Regions from separate parts of the Mus musculus genome. Here regions 1, 2, 3, 4, 5 and 6 are each linked to region 7. A link is a contact called in public Hi-C, HiCAR-type and promoter capture Hi-C data. All regions are on one chromosome and are shown on one strand. The core of a region is the stretch at or near the end of the contact, and the rest is flanking DNA. Distances in the headings are between cores, read along the strand shown. Region 1 overlaps Oxr1 (oxidation resistance 1). Region 2 holds the start of Ubr5 (ubiquitin protein ligase E3 component n-recognin 5). Region 3 overlaps Zfpm2 (zinc finger protein, multitype 2). Region 4 holds the start of Oxr1 (oxidation resistance 1). Region 5 holds the start of Azin1 (antizyme inhibitor 1). Region 6 holds the start of Atp6v1c1 (ATPase, H+ transporting, lysosomal V1 subunit C1). Region 7 holds the start of Lrp12 (low density lipoprotein-related protein 12).

Region 1 (2,700 bases), core at 181-2,680, 1.8 Mb after region 7:
GAAAACTTACCACTATATAGCTTTTAATACTCCTTGAATTTTTTGTATTATTATGTGCATTTCCTCTTTCTTTAAAAGTGTTAGTGAAAAGATGATATCAATGAGACAGGTATCACTAAGCAAAAGACAGTGTAGTTCTCCTCTAAGCATAAGATATGGCTATTGCATTTGAGACTTAGGGCAAGAGGGTAAAATTTACTCTCTGACTGATGCAAATCTGTGTTACACCATCAAAAGTAACTTTTTCCTCATTAAGTATTCTGCATATACGTCATAATTATTTTTAAACTGAGCACACAAAATGCCGATGTAATTAGTGATGCCTTCTCTGTCACTTTATGTCTATGTATGTTGTATGCCACGTGTGAGTAGGTACCCTTGGAGGCTAGAAAAGGGTGTCAGGTCCACTGGAACAGGAGTTTCACATAGTTATGAGATGACCGATGTGGGTTCTGGGAGTGGGAGAGGAGAAAGCTTTCTTAGCTTCTGAGCCATCTCTCCAGACCTTGTATTTGCTTCCCATACAATTACTTAGTACATTGAGCAAGATGATAATTGTCATAACAAAGTGATAAAATTACTAAGGTACTAATATCCTTATTCAGGTAGTCATCTACACTCATGGAAGGTGTGTGTGTGTGTGTGTGTGTGTGTTCACACATTTGTGATAGGATAGGAATTGTTCTTCAGGAACTATACACTTTTTTTTTAAAGACAAGATCTTTCACTGGGACCTGTGACTCCTGAGTCAAGCTAGACTTGATGGCTAGCAAGCCCCAGCAATTCCCCTGCCAATGAAAGCACTGGGATGAAAAGTGTCACTGTGGCCTGCTCTTTAAATGGATGCTGAGGATTGAACTGAGTTCTTCATGCTTCTATATCACACACGTTGCCCCTGAGCCATCTCCCCAGCCCTGGCTCCTGCTTTCTTATTAGATCTTCTCAACATTTCTATCTTCAGAGGCATGGAGCCCAAAGGACAGAGAGGTTAGGTCAGTTGCTTCTCATGGCTCCACTAGTAGCGAGGCCTTAGGGCCTGTGTCCTGAAGGCAGTACTGCATTCTGAGCCATGTGCACAGTATTCCAGTGACCTTAATTGATATAAACATCACCCTTGCAGAGAAAGAATGGTTTGCACTCTCTGCAGAAAGAACTAATGATTAAGCAATACAGCATTTTATCTTAAATACATTTTGACCAGCACTGAGTAACAGCAATTTAACATTGCACAATCTCACAACTTCCTATAAGACAGAATAACCTCATTGAAATATTTTTTATCTTATGAAAACATTTTAATAGGCTATGTATACACACTATACAACAATAAAAATTCAGTCTCTCCCACTTAACCTAAGTTACTTGTGCCAGAAAGGAACAAGTTACCACCCCTGCCCCAATACTTTTTCTCCTGTAACAGGGAATTGAATTGAGGGCCCCATACGTTGGGGAAGTACTAAACCATTGTGCCATACCCTCATCCGTGTAGATACACTGTGTGTGTGTGTGTGTGTGTGTGTGTGTGTGTGTGTGTGTTCAGACACAGTCACAACTAGCGGTCCAACCTAGCTTTGAACTCATTTTGTAAGACAGACAGATTTTTAACTTTTTAACTTCCCATCTCAATCTCCCAAGTAGCTGACATTAAAGTCTTTAATCCCTAGGCCCACAAGTTTCTTATGTTCTAACAAAAATTTTTTATAATTTGTTCCATAAGAGGTGCTCTCAGCCTTGTTTTCCACATTAGAAATTACGTGTGTGTGTGTGTGTGTGTGTGTGTGTGTGTGTGTGTGTGTGTGTGTGTATTTAAGACTCTTTTTACTAACCATATGAAGAACTCTTTCCCCCTTTGAGTCAGTCTTACTATGCAGCTCAGTCTGACTTCAGCAATCCTCCTGCTTCAGTTTCCCAAGCTGGTGTTACAGGCAGCTAGGGGTTTTGAATTTCTGAATACATACCCATCTTATTTCTTTGTTTATTACCATTTAAAGTGTTTTCAATGTTGTGCTATAGTAAACCAAAACCCACCATTTCAGACATAAATAGGACCTAGTATAAGAAGCTTTGTGTTCATGCTGACTGGATTGAAGGGAACATAACTTTTATCAAATGTGTACAGATTCTGTGGATGCCCTTTGCAGGAACTACCATGCTGTATGCCCACCTGCCTGTCATGGACAAAAACCAGCAGTTTTGCTGTCACCAAAATGCCTTTAAACTCCGCTATTCTAATCAAAGAAATTGGCATTTATTGTCTGCTAACTGCATTTCACTGACTCCAAGCAGGAGCTTTGCTTAGGTTATCAGAGCTTTGGGTATCAATGGTAAGAGTCCAAGAACTTAAGATTTCTTACATCTTTCATTTTCCTTTAGAGTTAGAAGGCTTTAGCACTTATAGCTGCTTCTTTGAGCCATGTCGAGTTCACATGTGTGTTTGGTATGAGGGAACAGTCATGGGGCTGCCAGTCATTCTGGAACTGTTTGTTGCAGACAGTAACCTCTTCTTCCTACCCCACATATTAGATGGCTTTGGCATCCTTGTTGAAAACCAATATGTCATACAAAGTTTACTTCTTAAGGCTTAATCCATTTGAATTGATGTATGTCTATCTTTATACCAATATACAATTTGTAATTTTATATTATCTTTTGAAATTGGGAGATAAAAGGCCTCCAACTTTTGTATATACTCAAGTGAAG
Region 2 (2,700 bases), core at 114-2,613, 1.9 Mb before region 7:
CCTAAAGTGGTAAGACACAGTGGCAGAGCGAAGGGGAAAAAAATCCAAATCAAAACAGCCTTAAGAGATTTTTCAAATATTTTAAATCAAAATTCCTCCTCTGCCCGTAACAAACCCAACCCAGAAATTCACAGCGCGTTAAGCAGCACTGCGAACTGCAAACCGAAGAATTTTCCTTTGACACTCCACTCACGGTTTTCAGCTGTCAAATTACAACTCCAGAAAACACTATCATTAGAATAAAAAAGGAAACAAAAAGGCTCTCACCGCAGGGGCCCAGGAGCAGTTTGGCAGTACCAAGGCGAAGGAAGGAGAGCAAAGGGAATCCAATCCACTTCCCCAACCCCCGCCTGACTTCATTCCCCTCCCGGGGCAGTCAACCTCACTGCAGGGGCTCAAATCTAATAATAATAACAATAATCATGGCGCTCCCTCCCTCCTCCCCCTCCCAACCCGCGGTCTGCCGGGAATCTCTCCCCCACCCCCACCCCGCCTCCCCGGGGAAACCCAGCCCCCGGGACACGACTCGCGGGAGCCCCCGAACCCGCCGCTCCTCTTCCCTCTCTTTTCCACCTCCACCATCCCCCATCCGCATTGTCTGTCTCAATTCAACTTTGACTAATATGGATTCCTCGGGCCTGGGCCGGGAGCCCCCGGCTCCGCCGAGTTCAACGAGGCTCCTCGCGGGAGGGGGAGGGGGCAGCGCGCCGGGCCGTCTACACCGCAGCCGCGTCCACACCGCGCCGGCCCCCGCCCCGCGGCCCGAGGCTCCCAAGTTTGGCCCACACCGGGCCTACAGGGGGCGGTAGGGCCCCCGGCGCGGCCGTGGGGGAGGGGAAAAAGGAGGGAGGTGCCCCTCCCCCGCCCCATTACCTGTCATTGAGCTGGTCCTCGGTGCCCGGCAGCGGGTGGACCACGAAATGGATGGACGTCATGGTACCGCCTGCGCGCCCCGCTCCCGGGAACGAGCCGCTCCCGCTGTCGTCCGGCCCCCCGATCCCCTTCCCGTCCCCGGATCCCACGGCCGCCGCCACCGCCTCCTCCTCCCGGTCCCCAAACGGAGGGCCGCGAGCGCGCAGGGACCGCCGCCTCCCCGCCGAGCGTGTGTCCGCGGCCCGGCGGCCCGGCGCGGCGGGCGGGAGGGCGGATCAACGCGCCGCCCGCTCGGCCGGCCACGGCGCGCACGGACGAGGGCAGCCCGGAGCGCGGCGAGCGGCGGGTGGAGAGGTGCCGGGGCGGACGCGGCGGACGCGGGGAGCGGGGAGGGACAGCAGCCCGCAGCGCGCGTCACTGGCGACGAACCGCCGCCGCCAGCGCCGCCGCCGCCATCTTCACTTCTGCCCCAGTTTCTCCGTCTCGCAGCCTGGGCGCCGATCGGCGGGGGAGGGGCGGAGGGCGGGGCCGCGGGGGCGGGGCTCTGCGCGCGGGGCGGGGCTCCGGGAAACGGGCGGCCGGGCCCCAGCGATTGGGCCGCTTAACGTTGTCGGGCCACGGTGCTGTAAGGTGCTCGCCTATTGGCGCGCTGGGCCGCGAGCCCGGCCCCCCGGGGCGGGGCGGCGTGTTCCAGAGAGCACGTGCTCGGGAAGCCGGGCGAAAGGGCACGCGCGCCGGGTTTCTTTTCCTCCCGGATCCCTAATGGTTGTGCATATGCGAATGGCTTGTTGTTGTTTCTCGTCCTCCAGCCGCATTTATACTTAAGAGAAATGTACCCCGAGGAACCAGAGATGCTCCGCTTCCTACGGCAGGCAGTTACGTAAGAGCCTTATCAAAACCTGATAGTAGGATCTTGGAAGTGACTGTGTAGCAGCTTTCATCAGCACTACCATCGTGCAACGTGGAAATTTCCACTTTTTAGTTATTCGTGTGGTTTTTATATGGGGGTGGTTGTGTGTGTGTATACTTTAATGAAAGATGATATGCATCTGTTGTAGGGAGATTTCTTGTGACCTGGGGTATCAGAACTACAACTTATGAAATTCTTCCTCCTCCGCGTACCCTCACTCCCGAACCGGTACAGTTTCCCTCTTAAAGTTTTCTGTGATCCTTTCGAAATATCGAATTCCGCTGAAAGCATGAAGCCTCTTCTCCAGTCTGTAACAGTCGTTCGTTAAATCGGGTATACAACATTAATGATTGCACAGCAGAGCAGTTTTCTTCTCTTCTTTAGTTTAGGAAGTTCTTTTGAGAATACATGAAAAATTAGATATCAAGATTTACTGGGTACACCATGAGACAGATAAGGAATAATTTTTAGTTGGCCATCAGCTCCAGTTTTCACCTAGATAAACTACAAAGTGTTCAAGGCTGGTCAATGATGCACACCTTTGTCCCAGCACTCAGAAGACAGAGGCAGACAGACATCTTAAGTTGTGGGCCAGCCTGATCTAAGAGTTCCAGGCCAGTTAGAACTACACAGTAAGACCTTGTGTCAGTCAATTAATAGTGAGTTAAGCCACTGAAAGCGCTGCATCCCATGACTACCAACCATCCTGTAATTGCTACTTTGATTTTTTTTTCCCCTCAAGTCCGTGTGATGGACACTGCTGGTTCTAGAGTCAGACAAAGTAGAATTTCAGTCCTGATTCTGCTACTTAACCAAGTGGCCTTAATTATTTACCCAGTTACAGCATTTTGTTATACACTGGGTCTAAATACTGTATGTCAAGCAAAAAGATGTGTCAGGCACACAGCAGTTCATAC
Region 3 (2,700 bases), core at 94-2,593, 1.1 Mb after region 7:
GGAAAGCTCATATAAAGTGAAATAAAAGCATAAACATTAATTTAAAATTATATGTTGCAATAAGAAAACCCAACACACATTGTCATCTTTAGAACTTGAACCCTAATTACAAATGATAGCCATTGTTTACTGTAGGACACATTCGACCCATGATCTCCTTCAGAATTACTGAGCTTTTATGGACAGATAAAATGCTCCCTGAGAAGAGAGAAACACTGAAACAGGAAACATGCTCTGGGCAACAAAAGAGCATGAAAATAATGCATAGTACTTATAATTTTTAATTTTCCAAGCATCACAGATTGCTTAATACTGTATGGTTGTTGGGATTTTTTTTTTTTTGATAAGTATCATGTTTTGTTAGGAGAACATTTGGGTAAATATATTTAAAAGCTAATAAACTTTACCAAGGTATGGAATATGTTGACTAAAGATGGCTTGCAGAAAGATGCAATCCCCTCTCCTGGCTGCTTTTGCCCACAGATCTCTTAAGATCATCACTTAGGGGAGTTCTGAGTGCTTCATGTGGCTGATGCTGAAGCCCATCTCTCAGAGGTGACGTGTACAGGACATCTCCTAGCACACAGGACACAGGACACAACGAGAGCTGTAACTGGGCAGTATCTCTGAGTGATTGCAAATCAAGGCTGAAAACTCAGGTTCCTGCCAAATGCTGGCATTTCTGTTCCAGGGATCTGACCAGTTGCTGCAGGGGATGCCAGTCTTTCACCTCATCCACTGGTGTCACACTTTTGATCTAGCTCCCTAGAGAAAAATCGATTACTTTCTGGGAATTAAAAAAATAAATAAATAGAAAGGCAAAACAAAGAAGTCTAATAGAAATGGACAAGTTGACAGAGGCACTGAGAGGCTCATTTCTAGCCTGGTGCTTAAGGGAGCTTCATTGTGATCCTGCAATGCATATTACACAGAGAAATGGAAAGAGGGAAAAAGAAATTAAAAACAGCCTCCTATGATGAACTTGTATAATTTATGCCTCTGCAGAGCAGCAGGCACAGTGTGTCAGTTCCCCCTCCCCTCCTCTTTTCCCCTCCACCTGATTTCTGAGCCTCCCAGGCTGGGCAAGAATTTAAATTAAGAACACCCAACACACAAGTCAGAAATGAAAGTGCAGAATGCACTCCGATTATTCATAAGCTTGCAAGTTGTGTATTTTGGTGGAGATTTCCTCCCTTCTGCTCCTGATTGCTGATGAAGAATGGTATTTTAATAGGCAGATGGTAAAGACAATTACAGTTAGGGGCTCAGCTGGGAGTTGCATGAGTTTATTGCAAATTATTAGTTGATAAATGCTTTTGTTTACAAGCAGAGTCTTAAGCAGCTCTATAATCAGTTTATCAGCAGCGGGTAAAATTCTTGACAGCTTGCTCTTTCAGTGCAATGTCACCCCTTGACTGGTCCTTTGAAATCTGGATGGCCAGGACTATTTAGTCTGATGGCTGACATCATGTGCTGGTGTAAGTTGCTGCAGAGTCCAACCATAGCAGACCTTAGGAAACACAGTCCACACCCCAGGAATGCTAAAGACTATAAGAATCCTTTTGCTCCGCCTTTGGGCCCCCTTACCCTAGCTAGGCTGCCTTGACTGGCCTCGATGGGAGTGAGTGCATTTAGTCCTGGTGCAACATGATGTGCCAGGACAGGTTAGTACTCACGGTGGACTTCTCCTTCTCTGAGGAGAAGGGGAGGGGGTAATGAAGGGATGGGTTTGTGAGGGTGGGACTGATGGGGGACTGCAATCTGGATGTAAAGTGAATAAATAAATTAATAATAAATAAATGAAAAAAATTCATACAAATGTCTTTGCTTCATTGCTGAGTCTTATATCTTCTAAACCCTTAGTTCACAATGTTTTCAGAAAATTCTGAATCCATTTTTGTTTACAGGGCAAAACTTTCTGCCCGTACACTTCAACAGGAATCAGAATCTGAGCTTAATTACTCAGTTCAATTTTCTGAAAGGGGCTCTACATACTTCCTAGAAGAAGAAAAAGGAAATCTCCATAAGAAACACTTTCTTAAAGGAAAGAATAGATAGATAGAGAGGGAGGGAGAGAGGGAGAGAGGGGAGAGGGGAGAGGAGAGAGAGAGAGGGAGAGGGAGAGAGAGAGAGAGAGAGAGAGAGAGAGAGAGAGAGAGAGAGAGAGAGAGAGAGAAGAGCGAGCAAACAAGTAGAGTGAATTCCATTCCAGAGTGAAAAGATCTAGTGAGAATCCTTTACAAGAGGAAGCCAAGGAAAGCCTTCGGGGAGAACACGAGTTAGCAAGCACGGAGCGGAGCGTTACGTAGCCTCCTGTCACAGAAACTACCTAAGGCGGCAGTGCTTCTGATTTCTTACAGCTAATTCCTTTGAAATAAGAAAAATGACCACATTTCTTTGTTTCTGAACTCCATTCGGACCAGTATTTCCTGATGAGTTTATGCTAAGTGATAAAAACCTCTGATATTTAGAATGACAAGTCCTGTGATCTGAGAAGTTGGTTTACTGTGCAAAAAAAAAAAAAAAAAGTGTTTCTTGAAGATGCTACAGTTTAGCGTGCTTATGAAAGAGTCTCACTAGCATTTTACAAGGGGTCTGTGTGGTGCATATGGCCATAGTAATTTGTAACCTCAAGTGTTCAGACTATTCGTCGAAGAACATTCATGTGATGTCTGAGAAGCCAACTGACAGCTCATCTCT
Region 4 (2,700 bases), core at 7-2,506, 1.5 Mb after region 7:
TAATTGAAATCTTTATTGATTTTTTCAGGGTAAAAAATAATGGGTTTCATTACGAAATGCATGTACATCACTATGCTTTTCTCAAATTCATTTCTTTTCCTTTTCAGTATAAATATTTCCTCCTCCCCTTTCCTCTTGGCTTTCGTTTTACAGACTGATGGACGTTTCACTTTCAAAGGAGAGAAGAGATAACACTAGTTGTCAGCAATTGAGGTGGGGTATCCTGGAGATTAATAGTGAGAACCCACTCACTACCAGGTTTTGAGAGGCCTTTGGGCTGATTTGCTGGTCGGATTGATGCAGTCTCATCTTGGCAAAGGGACCGACTTCCTTCAAGAAAGGGCCGAGGTCCAGTCTACCTAGTTGTACTTTGGCCCCTACCCCTACTCCTCTCTCATAATTTCCCAGGCAGAGTTGGAAAGGTGGGAGCGGTGGAAGTAGAAGGCAGCAGGCAGGGAAAGTAAATTACAGTTCAGGCAACAGGAACAGTGCCTCCAAGGTCAGGCTGAGTGTCAACTAATTATGTAAAATCCTGCGGAAATAGAAGTCGGGGAGAAGCCCAGCCTACTCTTGTATTTAAGGAGATCTTTCCAGAGCCCCTTTCAACCCACAGCCCCATACCTTCACCCTTTGGCCAGATCTTTGTATTTTGCCCGCCTTCCTTGATTTCTCGTTCCAATTCCACCAGAATAACCCTGAAAACTTTTTTCTTCCTCTTGGTAAGTCAGTAGCAGAGGAGCTTTCCCATAATTTCAGACCAGTATCTTCTCGATGTCTCTGTCTAAGGCCCTGAGGCTAGGGCTGCTGGGCAGCTCTGGGGACCGGGGACGGGAAGGGGTGCCATACCCCGCAGCCTGGAGTTGGGACTCTGCTCTGGCTACCCTGGCAGGTGTCTGTTCTTGGGGCACGGTTTCCCAGGGCAGGGGTCCAGGAGGACGCCAGCTCCCGGAGCCCGAGAGTTCGCTGCGGGGACGCGCGGAAAGGGGGTGCGCTGGCAGCCGGTAGCTTCCTTCCGCAGGAGCTATTTTTAGCAGGGCTTCGCCCCCCCTTTTCCCGGAGCCGCCGGCGTGGTCGCCTCCAGCTCGTGGCCGTCGCTCTGCAGCTCGGCGCCGCCTCCCCCGCCGCGGATGGCTCTTGGTAGCTTCCACGCGGGCAGGTCCGGAAACTGAGCAAGTCTGCAAGCGCTCCGCGGCCCCGGCGGCGGCGACGGCGGTGGGGGCAGAGCTGGGCTGCGTCAGGCTGAGCGCAGTCCGCGCGCGGCCGCGGGAGCGCAGTGCCAGCGCCGCCCGGCCCCACCGAGAGGGGCGCACTCGCCGCTACGGGGCTCGCACCGCTCGCCGCAGCCCCCTCCCGCCGACCCGCAAGTAAGTTTGTGCGGCTGCTGGGCGCCGCCGGGGCGAGGGCTAGGCGCTGGGGGAGCTGGGGATGGCGAGCGGGAAGAGCGCCTGGACACCCGGAGAGCGGGCAGCCTTCTGCCTCCGGAGTCCCGCGCTTCTCCCAACCGCTGGGCAGGTAGAGAGCTCCTGCTTACAAGGATGCTCTAGCAAAAGCTATAATGAGCAGACCCCGGAGGGTAGGACTGGCTCAGGGTTCAGGTGTGGGTCACTCTGGAAGGAAGAAGGACCGCGGATGAGGGAGCGGACCCGGCAGGCCAGGAGCCGGCTAGTGCCCGATGGGGAAGGGAAGGTTTGGAGAGCAGGGACCTGCCTGGGAACAGCCAAAAAGGGAAAGTGGTGTCCCTAGGACTGACAGAGGGTCAGAGAGCAAAATAGAAGGGCGGTGTGTCCTGAACCAGGATGACAGAAGGGGAGATAGATGGAAAGTGGGGCGTGTGAAAAGCGGATTTGTAGGAGAGTAAAGGACGCCAGTGGAAGGGTCAGTGGGCGCCTGATGGGCGGGTGAACTTGGTTAATTCGGGGAATCAGAACAAGCTTAGGTAGATATGATGGAAAGAGGCAGATTTAATTCAAGCCTCCGGAGGGAGTGTGTGAGGCAACACGTTGTGAGAACCAGCGGGTTTAGAAAGTGGCCTGGAAGGGAGGGCTGGAAAGGTGATGAGGGATATGGGGGAATGTGAGCAGGGAGTGGGGTAGATTCATGCCTAGGATAGGGAGGAAGGGGAGTTGCAAACCTGTGCATAGGGTTGGAGGCTTCCGTGAGTCAAGTCCCATGGTAGAGGTTTAGAGGTACTTCTCTGAGGTTCCTCTTCCATCTCCTATCTGGTTTGGAGGCTCCTAGGATCCTGGACAGAGATGAAGCAGGGAGGAAGGTAGTCACTTAAGGGGAGCCACCAGTGCTTTCGCTTACCGGATTGTGTATCCGGGTTCCTTTTAAGCAATGTGGGGCTGGGTTTGTGCGTTACACAGAGGGGGAGTGGTGTGTGTTCTAGGCCAAGGGGATCCCTAGTCTCCTATGGGGAGGGGGAATTTGTGTTTTGGGCTGGTTAGTAAGGTAGAAGTCTGCAGCGTGCAACACGCAGCAGGGGGTGTACATGCATGCGCTTTGCAGGTGCGTGGTGCAGGCCAGGGGTCCTCCGAGCTGTGCAGTCTGTCTCCACGACTGGGAGATCAGGACTCTGGACGTGGTCCAGGACAGGATTAAGGGAAACGTGCTTCCGCTTCCAGTATGTCTTCTGCCTCCTTTTGCTGGTTACATTCTTTCTGGCCCAGTGATGGGTTTCCATAGCCTCCCTCTGGTTAC
Region 5 (2,700 bases), core at 68-2,567, 1.4 Mb before region 7:
CAAGAACAACCTAAGATATCCACCACAAAACTGAGTTCAATCTGTTCAAACATCCTGAGGCTGTAAACAGTGTAAACTGCTTGCTTCGTTCAGCCAGTAACACACGTTCATGATACTTAATACCATAAAACGTTTAAACACTACTAACCGCTGGCAGCCAACAGAGTCCTTGATAAGCCGCATCAACCTACCCTTCGCCCTCTTTCTGCCCCGCGATCACAGCTAGGACCAGAAAACGAAGCCATGGTGACTAATCTCCAGGCTTCAGGAGGTGACTGGGGTAAGTGAAAGCGACTTGGCCCAATCAGGAGAGCCGCAGGGGCGGGTCAGCAGCGCCGAGGTTTCCAGAAAGGGCCAAAGGCCTATTCGCTTGCTACTTGACACCGGGGCTTCCCCGCCGCCGGCCCCGAGTGAGGTCAACTTTCCACCGCCAGAGGGGGAGCGCGCACTCCGCACCCCCTCTCCCGCCCGCAAGAATCCAGCCTCCTCCCAGCTGTCACCAGATGCCGGCTCGAGGCCCGCCCCGCTCCATTCATAACCCGGAGCCCCGGCCGCCGCAGCCCGTCCACTCCGCACCACAACCCCCTGCAGGCACTGAGACAGGGAGAGGGCGATGGGACCCCCAGCCCTCCAGGCTGCCGCCGGACCCCCTCCCCGGAAACAGCAATGCACCACGGGAGTGGGGTGGGGGCCGCATGCCGCCGAGAGGGAACAGCGACCACCGCCAGCCTGCCCCCGAGCGCGGCCCCACGCGCACACGCCCCCTCGCTCAACCGCGGCTGTCGGCTGCCGCCCTGGGTCGCGAGGCGCCGGCCGCCGCCCGGGCCACCGGCAGCCGCCACACACGCCGCCGGCCGCCATGTTCGAGGCCGCCGGCTGCGGGGCACTGCGGGGACACCGAGGGCGGCGTGGCCCAGCCCAGGCGCCGGACCCTCCCGCGCCCCTAAGTCCGGTACTCACGTGAGATAACGGCCCAAAGAGTCGGGTAAAGCGTCTTCTCTTTTTCGGCGGAATTTTTAAAGAGGGATGTGGTTACCTTGAGCAGAAATACCCAAGGCGGCCTGGGCCATAGGCTGCGGGGACGACGTGGGGGAAACGCGCGGCACCGACACCAGCTGAGCAGCAGTGGCGGCGGCAGCCGAACTGGAGAAATGGAGCGGCGCGAGAAAAAGAAGAAAGGCGCGAACTGGGTGGGGAGAGGATTCAGCCTCGTCACTCCGCAGAGCAGCAGAGCGAGAAGGATGAGAAGAGCAGAGCAGGAGACAACCAGAGAGAAAAACGGAAACACCGCGGCGAGAGTTGAGCCAGAGAGTGTGGGAAGGCGGTGCCAGAGACGCCAGTATTTATACTCAGGGGGGCGGGGGCTGCTGACGTCACAGACGGCCGGTCGGCCGCACGACGGGGGTGGGGCCTGTGCCGCCGGGGAATGTGGGAGGGGCGGAAGGGGAAGGACAGCCTTGTGCAGTTAGGGGGCCGAAGGGCGGGACCACCGGGCCTGGCAGGTGCTGGCCCGGCGCTCGCTTCCCGCCCTCGCGCTGCAGCCGCTCCCCAGCGGGCTGCTAGTTTCGTAGGCGGGGCAGAGGGCGCGCGGCCCAGCGGATCGCGGATCGCGCCCTCGCCCTTGCGGCGCCTGCGCGCCACGCTAGCAGCCAACGATCCGCTTTGTGAGCCGGCAGCTAGTCCATGCTGACGGCAGCCTTCGGGACCGTCCTGGGTCCTCGGCTTACCGACTCCAGTATTTTAGGAGAGGAGGGTGTGCGCCATCACGGGGCTTTCTCGGTGCACTAGTTTATGTAACAACTGTATACTATGCCCGGGGACTGTATTCCGAGGGAGAGGTTCCCGCCTCTCCATGGGTTGCGGAGCTCCGTTATGAAAATGAGTTCCCCGTGGCCAGCAAGAACCAGTCCGGTGTGGTTACTGAGGCTTTGATCGTACCAGAATGTTCCTCCGTGTTCGCATGTTGCAATATGGTGCAGTAGATTTTTTTTTTAAATGTGGCTTTTCTTTCTTTGTCTTCATTTTCAAAAAGGGTTGATGCAGTCAGACCCAGCCCTATTAAAGCGGGGCCAGTGTTGCTGAAGTTACATGACTTAAAGGCACATCTCTTTAATCCTCTGCATTTCTCGTTTGAAGTCATTCTTTTTTTTTATTCTTTTGTTTTGTTTCTCCAGAAAGGCTTTCTCTGTGCAACCCAAGCTGTCCTGGAACTCCCTCTATATACCAGGCTAGCCTTGAACTCTGCCTGGTATATAGGTGCTCCTAGGTGCTCCTGCTAAAGGCACGTGCCACCACACCAGGGTTTCTCTCTAATCTTGTTTGTTTTGTTTTGTTTTTCTTCAGTTTTTCGAGACAGGGTTTCTCTGTATAGCCCTGGCTGTCCTGGAACTCACTCTGTAGACCAGACTGGCCTCGAACTCAGAAATCTGCCTGCCTCTGCCTCCCAAGTGCTGGGATTAAAGGCGTGCGCCACTACTGCCCGGCCGTTTTTTCTCTATTCTCTATTATTTAATAAACTTTTATTACTAAAGTAAAATGACGGATGTAGCCTCCCCCCTCCCCTTATATTTAAAATCCTTTTTCTAGCTGGATGAGGTGGTGCATGCCTTTAATCCCAGCATAAGAAGGCAGAAGCTGATGGATCTCTTGAGTTCAAAGTTAGCCTGGTTTCTAGACAGCTTGAGCTACACGTAGTGAAAC
Region 6 (2,700 bases), core at 119-2,618, 1.3 Mb before region 7:
TTACATTGTATTGGTAGTCAGGAAGCAGAGAGCAATGAATGTTGATGCTTAGCTTTCTCCTTTAAAAAAAGATTATTTATTTGACAATTTTATTACATTTATTTATTTGTGGGTACTACAGCTTGCATGTGGAGATGGGAGGCTATCTTGCAGAATACACTTTGTGGTTCTGGGGATACAATTCAGGCCATCAGTCTTGGTGGTTAGTGCCCCATTACCTGTTGAACCTTCTCTCTCTAATCCTATTTATCATTTTTAAAAGATTAATTTTATTTGTATTTATGTGTATGAGTGTTTTGTCTTCCTGGGAGTGCATATGATTACAGGTTCTGCAGGAGGCCAGATGAAGCCAATCGGATCTCCTGGAGGTAGCTGGAGTCACAAGGCACTCCAGGTGGGTGCCAGTAAGGAATTCAGATCCTCTGTGAGAGCAGTATGTGTTCTTAACCTCAGAGCCATCTCTCTAAGCCTCGAAAAAAAAAAAAAAAACATTCTGTGTTGGTTCCTATCATTCAAGATGCTGCTGCCCATATTCGAGGTGAATGTCCTACATTAAACCTGGCTGGAAACTCCCTCCAAGAGGTTTGTCTCCTAGCAATTCTAAAGCCAGTCAGGTTGACAATGGAAATCTATTATTCCGCTTGCTAGTAAGAACAGCCAGGAGTGCCCACACATTGTGCAAACAGAACCATAACCTCTGGAGCTTCACTTTGCTAAGCTGTAAATCTAAAAACGATTAAAATAGACAAGTCCCCAATCCTCTATGCAACCTAAAATGCTGAGATATGCACCACCTAACTTCTCAACCAATGAGATGTGCACGGTTTGTGAGAGTAGGTTGATATCTATTTTTCTGGAACCCAAGGCTGATGGTTTTTCCCTGTCCATAAACCTTTCTTGACTTCCTGTATCCATTTTGGTACCCCTAAACCAGACAGTTTGGAGTTCCTGGCAAGGGGGTCACTCCACTAGCTAATTCTAAAAAACTAATTAACAATGTTTGGTGCTGAGTAACTAAACCTGAACACTTTATCACTTTATGGAACGAAGTGATACCAGATTGGATGAAAAATATGAAACTACTGAAGTGGATTATTAGAAAAAATTTCCCCGAAACCTGGACTGTCAAAACTTGCAGTGCAGAAGTCAGTGCAGGAGCTTGGGGGAGTCTGAATGGCTGAAACCTGTGGGTAATTTTAGGGTGGGCGGGAATTTTCTGGTGGCTGGCCAACCACCGCAGGTGCATCTGGAGGAGCGGCAAGCTCCGCCCACCCGGAAGCCCGCTCTGCGCGCTCTCTCAGCCCCGCCTTCTCCGGAGGCCTGGCCGCATCGTGATTGCGCGCAGTGGTGCGCGCGCGTAGGCGGAGCGGCGTGCGCCGCGGTCAGCTGACTGCTCCGGCTGGCACGTGACTTGCTCTGGGCGCAGGGGTCGAGGAAGCCGAAAGGCCGGAGCTTAGGTCCGGGAGGGATGGAGCGCTGAGCGGTTAACGTCTACCAGGCTTCCTGCCTCCGCACCTGTCGCCGCCGCCGCCTCCTGAGACACCTCGGGTCAGTGAGCGATAGCCCTGCGGGGAGCTGACGCTGCAGTGGCCGCCGGGGAAGGATGGGGGCGGCGCGGGGGCCTAGACTGTGGCGTCGGACCTGCAACCGGCCTGGGTGCGGGCTCTCCGCATCTCAGGGCCTAGGGTTGGTGTCTTTGGAAGAAGAAGGAGGGGGAAGGGGCCCAGACGGGGAACTCAGTGGCAGAAGGGAGAAGTGTTGTACATTCGGGTCCTTCTTGGGTGGGAATCCCAGCGAGTCCTGGTCACTTGTGAGAAGGTGGACAGTGACAGAATGCCTCAGGTGAGGCTCAGGGTTCACCGGCGTGTGTGTGCAGTCTCCACTGGGTGTTTACGCCTGTATGTGAATAGAAGGGATTACAGTTTTCAGGGCGGAAGGGGTGCCCACTGCAGGCAGGGGGCGGTCACAGAGGACACGGGGGTCATTGTAGGCAGTGGATGAAACAGGAATACAGGCAGCTTAAAAACATTTCACTAGATTGGGGTTGGGGGAGGTTAAACAACATCCCCGAAAAGGAACTGGTGGACAGAGTCTCTTATAAGGCAGATTGAATCACCTATGAGGCATAAGAGGGAAGCTTGTGTTCTTTTCAGAGGAAAAATGTTATCAGGGGGAAAATTGTCTACTCTGTACTTAGTGGTGCCCCGGGAATGAAATGGTCGGGTGTGAATAGCCCAGCCCTAAAAGTTCACATTGATGGTGGGAAGATAAGTCACAGGGGAAAGATGAGGTTGTATAGAACTGGTAAAAACAGAAGGAGGAGAAAAGTATCCTGGAGGAAAGAAAACTTGAGTTTGGGTCTTGGCAAGTCGGTGGGATTGGAGGCAACAGAGGAGAACTTTTTACTCAGTGAAAGCCTCGTTATTTGAGGGCCTGATGAGAGAAGAAGACATGATTTAGGGGTGCCAAAGGCCAGGCTTTTGTAGTAGGCTGCATTGTGGAAAAGTGGGAAATAGTTTTGAAGTCTGGTGATACTTGTTCATATACTGCATGCTCTATGGCTGATACTATGGGAGTGCTAAGGTTTAGGAAGCAGACAGGGACTCTGCTGTCAGAGCTTCCAGACAGATTCAGAGGAGATAGGTTTTAATAGTCGTGCATTTGGCGTGTGATAGAGCACTAACCTTTAGTCCTAGCACT
Region 7 (2,700 bases), core at 148-2,647:
CAAATGAAGTGGACTTTTTATAAGTAAAAATACCCGCCCCCCCCCCCGTAGCTTCTGTTTGTTTTTCTGGAGAAATCAAACCATTACTCCAAAATGGAAATGTTAATTGTGTTCTCTGCAATATCCATTCAAGGAGTTAACTCATGAGAACTAAGAATGGTGAAGTCAGAGCCCAAGCTGAGGTCTCAGTGGTGAGCAGTCCTCTTAATTTCCTTTAGTTCTAGTTCATACAAAGCACGGTCGTGACACACAATCAGACTGCAATCCGTAAAGTAGTGTCCCTAACCAGATCGCAGACCGGAATGAGGCAAGAGTCACAACAGCATCAGAGGGCACAGATGAAATGATAAGTGAACTGGGAGTCAAGGCAGACTTGTACGTCCCAATAGAGAAAGACTGAGGTGGGGCTGGAAACTATTTTCTGGCCTTCTCTCCAGTGCAGCTACTGGGGAACGAGATCCTACACGCCCGAGACCCACAGAGCCCCAGGCGCAGAGGTGGAGGGGTGGGAAGGAAGCAATCGGGGTGCTTTTGGAGGGAATGGGGACTAAGAGAGATGGGCACGACAGCAATTTCACTGAGAAGAGAACTTCCTGCCTCGGGAAGGATCTGGGACAGGACCGTCCCGGAGGCGACCTCCCCTTCGTAGTCTCACGGTCACATCTTTGTGCGCGAGGACTGTACAGCCGGCAGCGAGCGCTAGAGGAGCGAGCCGCCGGGGGCCTCGCGCCGGGCTGGGGAGTTTTCCCGCACGCCGTCGCTCCGCAGGGACCCCTGGCTCGGACCGGCCCGCCTCCATCGCTCCGAAGGATCGGCGGCGGCCAGAGGACCCCAGCATCCCCGCGGGCAGACAACCCTCCCCGCACCATCCCGCGTGGGTCTTTGTCCCGTCGGCAACCCAGGTCTCCCCGGGTCGCCCAAGCACAGCCCGTCCTGGAGGCCCGGGGGGCCCCCGGGGTCGCCCCAGCTTTGTTCGGTCAGAGGGGCGCAGGGAGGTGGACACTTACCGTACACCCCAGCGAGGAAAAGCAAGAGCCACGCCGACCCCCGCCGCTGAGACTCTTTTGTGCTCCAGCGACGGGCCATACCCACGGCAGATGGAGGGAGCGAGGAGATGGAGGAGGAGGAGCTGGGGCCAGACGCCGCCGCCGCCGAGCCCCTGGCTGCTCCCTGCGCGCTCCGCGGCGGCGGAGGGGGAGGGGCGGGGCCGCCCGCGCGCGCTCCCTCCCGCCGGCCCTGCGTCGGTCGCGCGAGCCCCTAGCGGGCCGGCCTTCCCGGGGGCAGGGACGCGCAGCGCGCGCGCCAGCCGCAGGCGACAGGGCCGGCAACTGCGGGGCTCCGGCCTCGCGCCGCACAACCAGCCGGCGCCGCCACCCGCCAGACTGAGCGCGAGCCGGCACCGGCGCTCATCCGTGCACTCGGCAATCCCCTGGCCCGCCTGTCTTGGTTCCCGCCCCGCGCTTCCCTGGACTCGGCCGAGCTCGGGCGGATTTCGCCGCGCCTGGAGCCGGAGTAGCGAGGCAGTGCCAATCGATGTGCGAGCACGCGAACGCCGGCCGCTGGGTTCCAGGGGCTCGAGGGCTGGAGTGGGGAGTAAGGAGGGGGGAGCGGGACGGCGGGGATGTGCTCTGACCGAGCTCCGCCGCAGTCCCCGGCCTTGGTGTTGTGCCCTCCCCGGAGATCCTCTAGGCTGATGAGCTACGCGTGGAGGGAAGAGGGGTGGGAACTTAGAAGTCCGTTGCTAAGACCCCCGACCTTGCCGGCTCCGCTTGAATTTGGCTCTGAAAGAGTGAATGGGTCGTAGGTCCCTGTGGATAACCTGATGTAGAATCTCAGCCAAAGGATCTGGGGATACATCCGGCCGGGCTACAGGGTCTGTGCTTCTAATCTGGCAGGGAAGACGCAGGAGACCCTTTTGACACTCGGGTGGGGTGGAGTGGACCTGGGACGTGGAAAGAGGGATATCCCTGACCCCCCCCCGCCCCCCCCCGCCCTAAGCCTCTTCTCAGCTCCTAACAAGTATGACACTTCTTTCCCTTAAGTACCCATAGAGCTTCTGTCTGTAGTGACACACTGGCACTTCCACCTTTTTAAAGTGTCGTCTGCACTGTTTTGCCTGCTGTCCTTGCCATTTACAGGCACTGTCCACTATTCGCTGAAGATCAGCAGTGCCCTATGCTGTACTGTTGACACAGGCTATCTTTGTTTCCCGACAATCTTGTGAGATGAATATTATCCACGTTTTAGATAAGCTAATGAGACTCAAAGAGGTTAAATTATCCCAAAGGAGTTATCAAGTAAATCTACGGACTTTGTTTCCCCCATCCCAAAGTCAAGCACTTTCACACTAGCAGGAAACTCAAGCAAAATGCTTAGTACCCATCAGTTACATTAAATTTTAGTATATGCCTGGGGAGGTACATTAGAGTTTTCCTGTATCTCTTGCTTATTTGACCCTTTAGTGACCCCCTGAAATTATATGTCAGAAGAGAAAAGTTAATGCTTAAGAAATCTTTTACAAGATGGCAATAAACAAAAGTCCTGAACCGGGATTTTTTTTTTCTATTCTTTTTTGAGAACACAGCAATTTTGTTGTTCCTGATTCTGCAATCAGCAGATATGATTCCTTGTTTTATGACACTACACTCTGATCGCTGTTTTTGTTTGTTTGTTTGTTTTGTTTTTTGTTTTTTCCCAGAG

What was found. Promoter capture Hi-C pulls out the DNA fragments that hold promoters and counts their contacts. Hi-C and Micro-C count contacts between places; a contact is called where the count stands out from the background. HiCAR-type assays count read pairs that join an accessible place to other places.
Region 1: a contact with region 7 is called in a Hi-C map of myeloid progenitors, with 4 times the contacts expected there. The contact joins the enhancer-like site here to the promoter of Lrp12 in region 7. A contact is called at or near these places in 3 of 39 promoter capture datasets (liver and pre-B cells), 2 of 484 Hi-C or Micro-C datasets (muscle stem cells and myeloid progenitors) and 3 of 115 datasets of contacts at active chromatin or transcription factors (acute myeloid leukemia, embryonic stem cells and kidney).
Region 2: a Hi-C map of uterus shows a contact between it and region 7, with 4 times the contacts expected there. The contact joins the promoter of Ubr5 here to the promoter of Lrp12 in region 7. A contact is called at or near these places in 1 of 39 promoter capture datasets (pre-B cells) and 1 of 484 Hi-C or Micro-C datasets (uterus).
Region 3: a contact with region 7 is called in a promoter capture Hi-C map of hippocampal neurons, with 7 times the contacts expected there. The contact joins the enhancer-like site here to the promoter of Lrp12 in region 7. A contact is called at or near these places in 13 of 39 promoter capture datasets (the 3T3-L1 cell line, 3T3-L1-derived adipocytes, the SN4741 cell line and 8 more), 1 of 484 Hi-C or Micro-C datasets (palatal mesenchyme), 6 of 115 datasets of contacts at active chromatin or transcription factors (the NIH/3T3 cell line, embryonic forebrain, embryonic limb bud and 3 more) and 1 of 9 other capture datasets (adipose tissue).
Region 4: a contact with region 7 is called in a Hi-C map of rod photoreceptor, with 6 times the contacts expected there. The contact joins the promoter of Oxr1 here to the promoter of Lrp12 in region 7. A contact is called at or near these places in 8 of 39 promoter capture datasets (the 3T3-L1 cell line, cranial neural crest, embryonic stem cells and 4 more) and 1 of 484 Hi-C or Micro-C datasets (rod photoreceptor).
Region 5: a contact with region 7 is called in a HiCAR-type map of astrocytes, with 3 times the contacts expected there. The contact joins the promoter of Azin1 here to the promoter of Lrp12 in region 7. A contact is called at or near these places in 3 of 39 promoter capture datasets (3T3-L1-derived adipocytes, hippocampal neurons and pre-B cells) and 3 of 115 datasets of contacts at active chromatin or transcription factors (acute myeloid leukemia, astrocytes and stem cell-derived neural progenitor cells).
Region 6: a contact with region 7 is called in a promoter capture Hi-C map of pre-B cells. The contact joins the promoter of Atp6v1c1 here to the promoter of Lrp12 in region 7. A contact is called at or near these places in 7 of 39 promoter capture datasets (the 3T3-L1 cell line, 3T3-L1-derived adipocytes, hippocampal neurons and 3 more) and 3 of 115 datasets of contacts at active chromatin or transcription factors (bone marrow-derived dendritic cells, microglia and stem cell-derived neural progenitor cells).

What each region holds. Positions count from the first base shown.
Region 1 is chr15:41,783,176-41,785,875 of GRCm38.p6, forward strand. The region is part of intron 3 of Oxr1 (oxidation resistance 1); the gene reads left to right. Among named protein-coding and RNA genes, the nearest start is that of Abra, 85 kb to the right of the region's middle. Within about 2 kb of position 1,431, at least 19 of the 459 cell types and tissues checked have an H3K27ac peak or open chromatin away from gene starts, as enhancers often do. A contact at or near this core is called in acute myeloid leukemia and myeloid progenitors, where this site is marked.
Region 2 is chr15:38,077,491-38,080,190 of GRCm38.p6, forward strand. Ubr5 (ubiquitin protein ligase E3 component n-recognin 5) reads right to left here and starts at 1,364. Exons shown (of 59, transcript NM_001112721.2): 1 at 874-1,364. The coding sequence starts at 935.
Region 3 is chr15:41,081,323-41,084,022 of GRCm38.p6, forward strand. The region is part of intron 5 of Zfpm2 (zinc finger protein, multitype 2); the gene reads left to right. Among named protein-coding and RNA genes, the nearest start is that of Gm46502, 91 kb to the right of the region's middle. Within about 2 kb of position 1,344, at least 7 of the 459 cell types and tissues checked have an H3K27ac peak or open chromatin away from gene starts, as enhancers often do. A contact at or near this core is called in embryonic forebrain and hippocampal neurons, where this site is marked.
Region 4 is chr15:41,446,226-41,448,925 of GRCm38.p6, forward strand. It overlaps Oxr1 (oxidation resistance 1), which reads left to right and starts at 1,257. Exons shown (of 17, transcript NM_001130166.1): 1 at 1,257-1,364.
Region 5 is chr15:38,517,949-38,520,648 of GRCm38.p6, forward strand. Azin1 (antizyme inhibitor 1) reads right to left here and starts at 1,318. Exons shown (of 12, transcript NM_018745.5): 1 at 961-1,318.
Region 6 is chr15:38,660,536-38,663,235 of GRCm38.p6, forward strand. Atp6v1c1 (ATPase, H+ transporting, lysosomal V1 subunit C1) reads left to right here and starts at 1,369. Exons shown (of 13, transcript NM_025494.3): 1 at 1,369-1,548.
Region 7 is chr15:39,942,597-39,945,296 of GRCm38.p6, forward strand. It overlaps Lrp12 (low density lipoprotein-related protein 12), which reads right to left and starts at 1,398. Exons shown (of 7, transcript NM_172814.4): 1 at 1,008-1,398. The coding sequence starts at 1,086.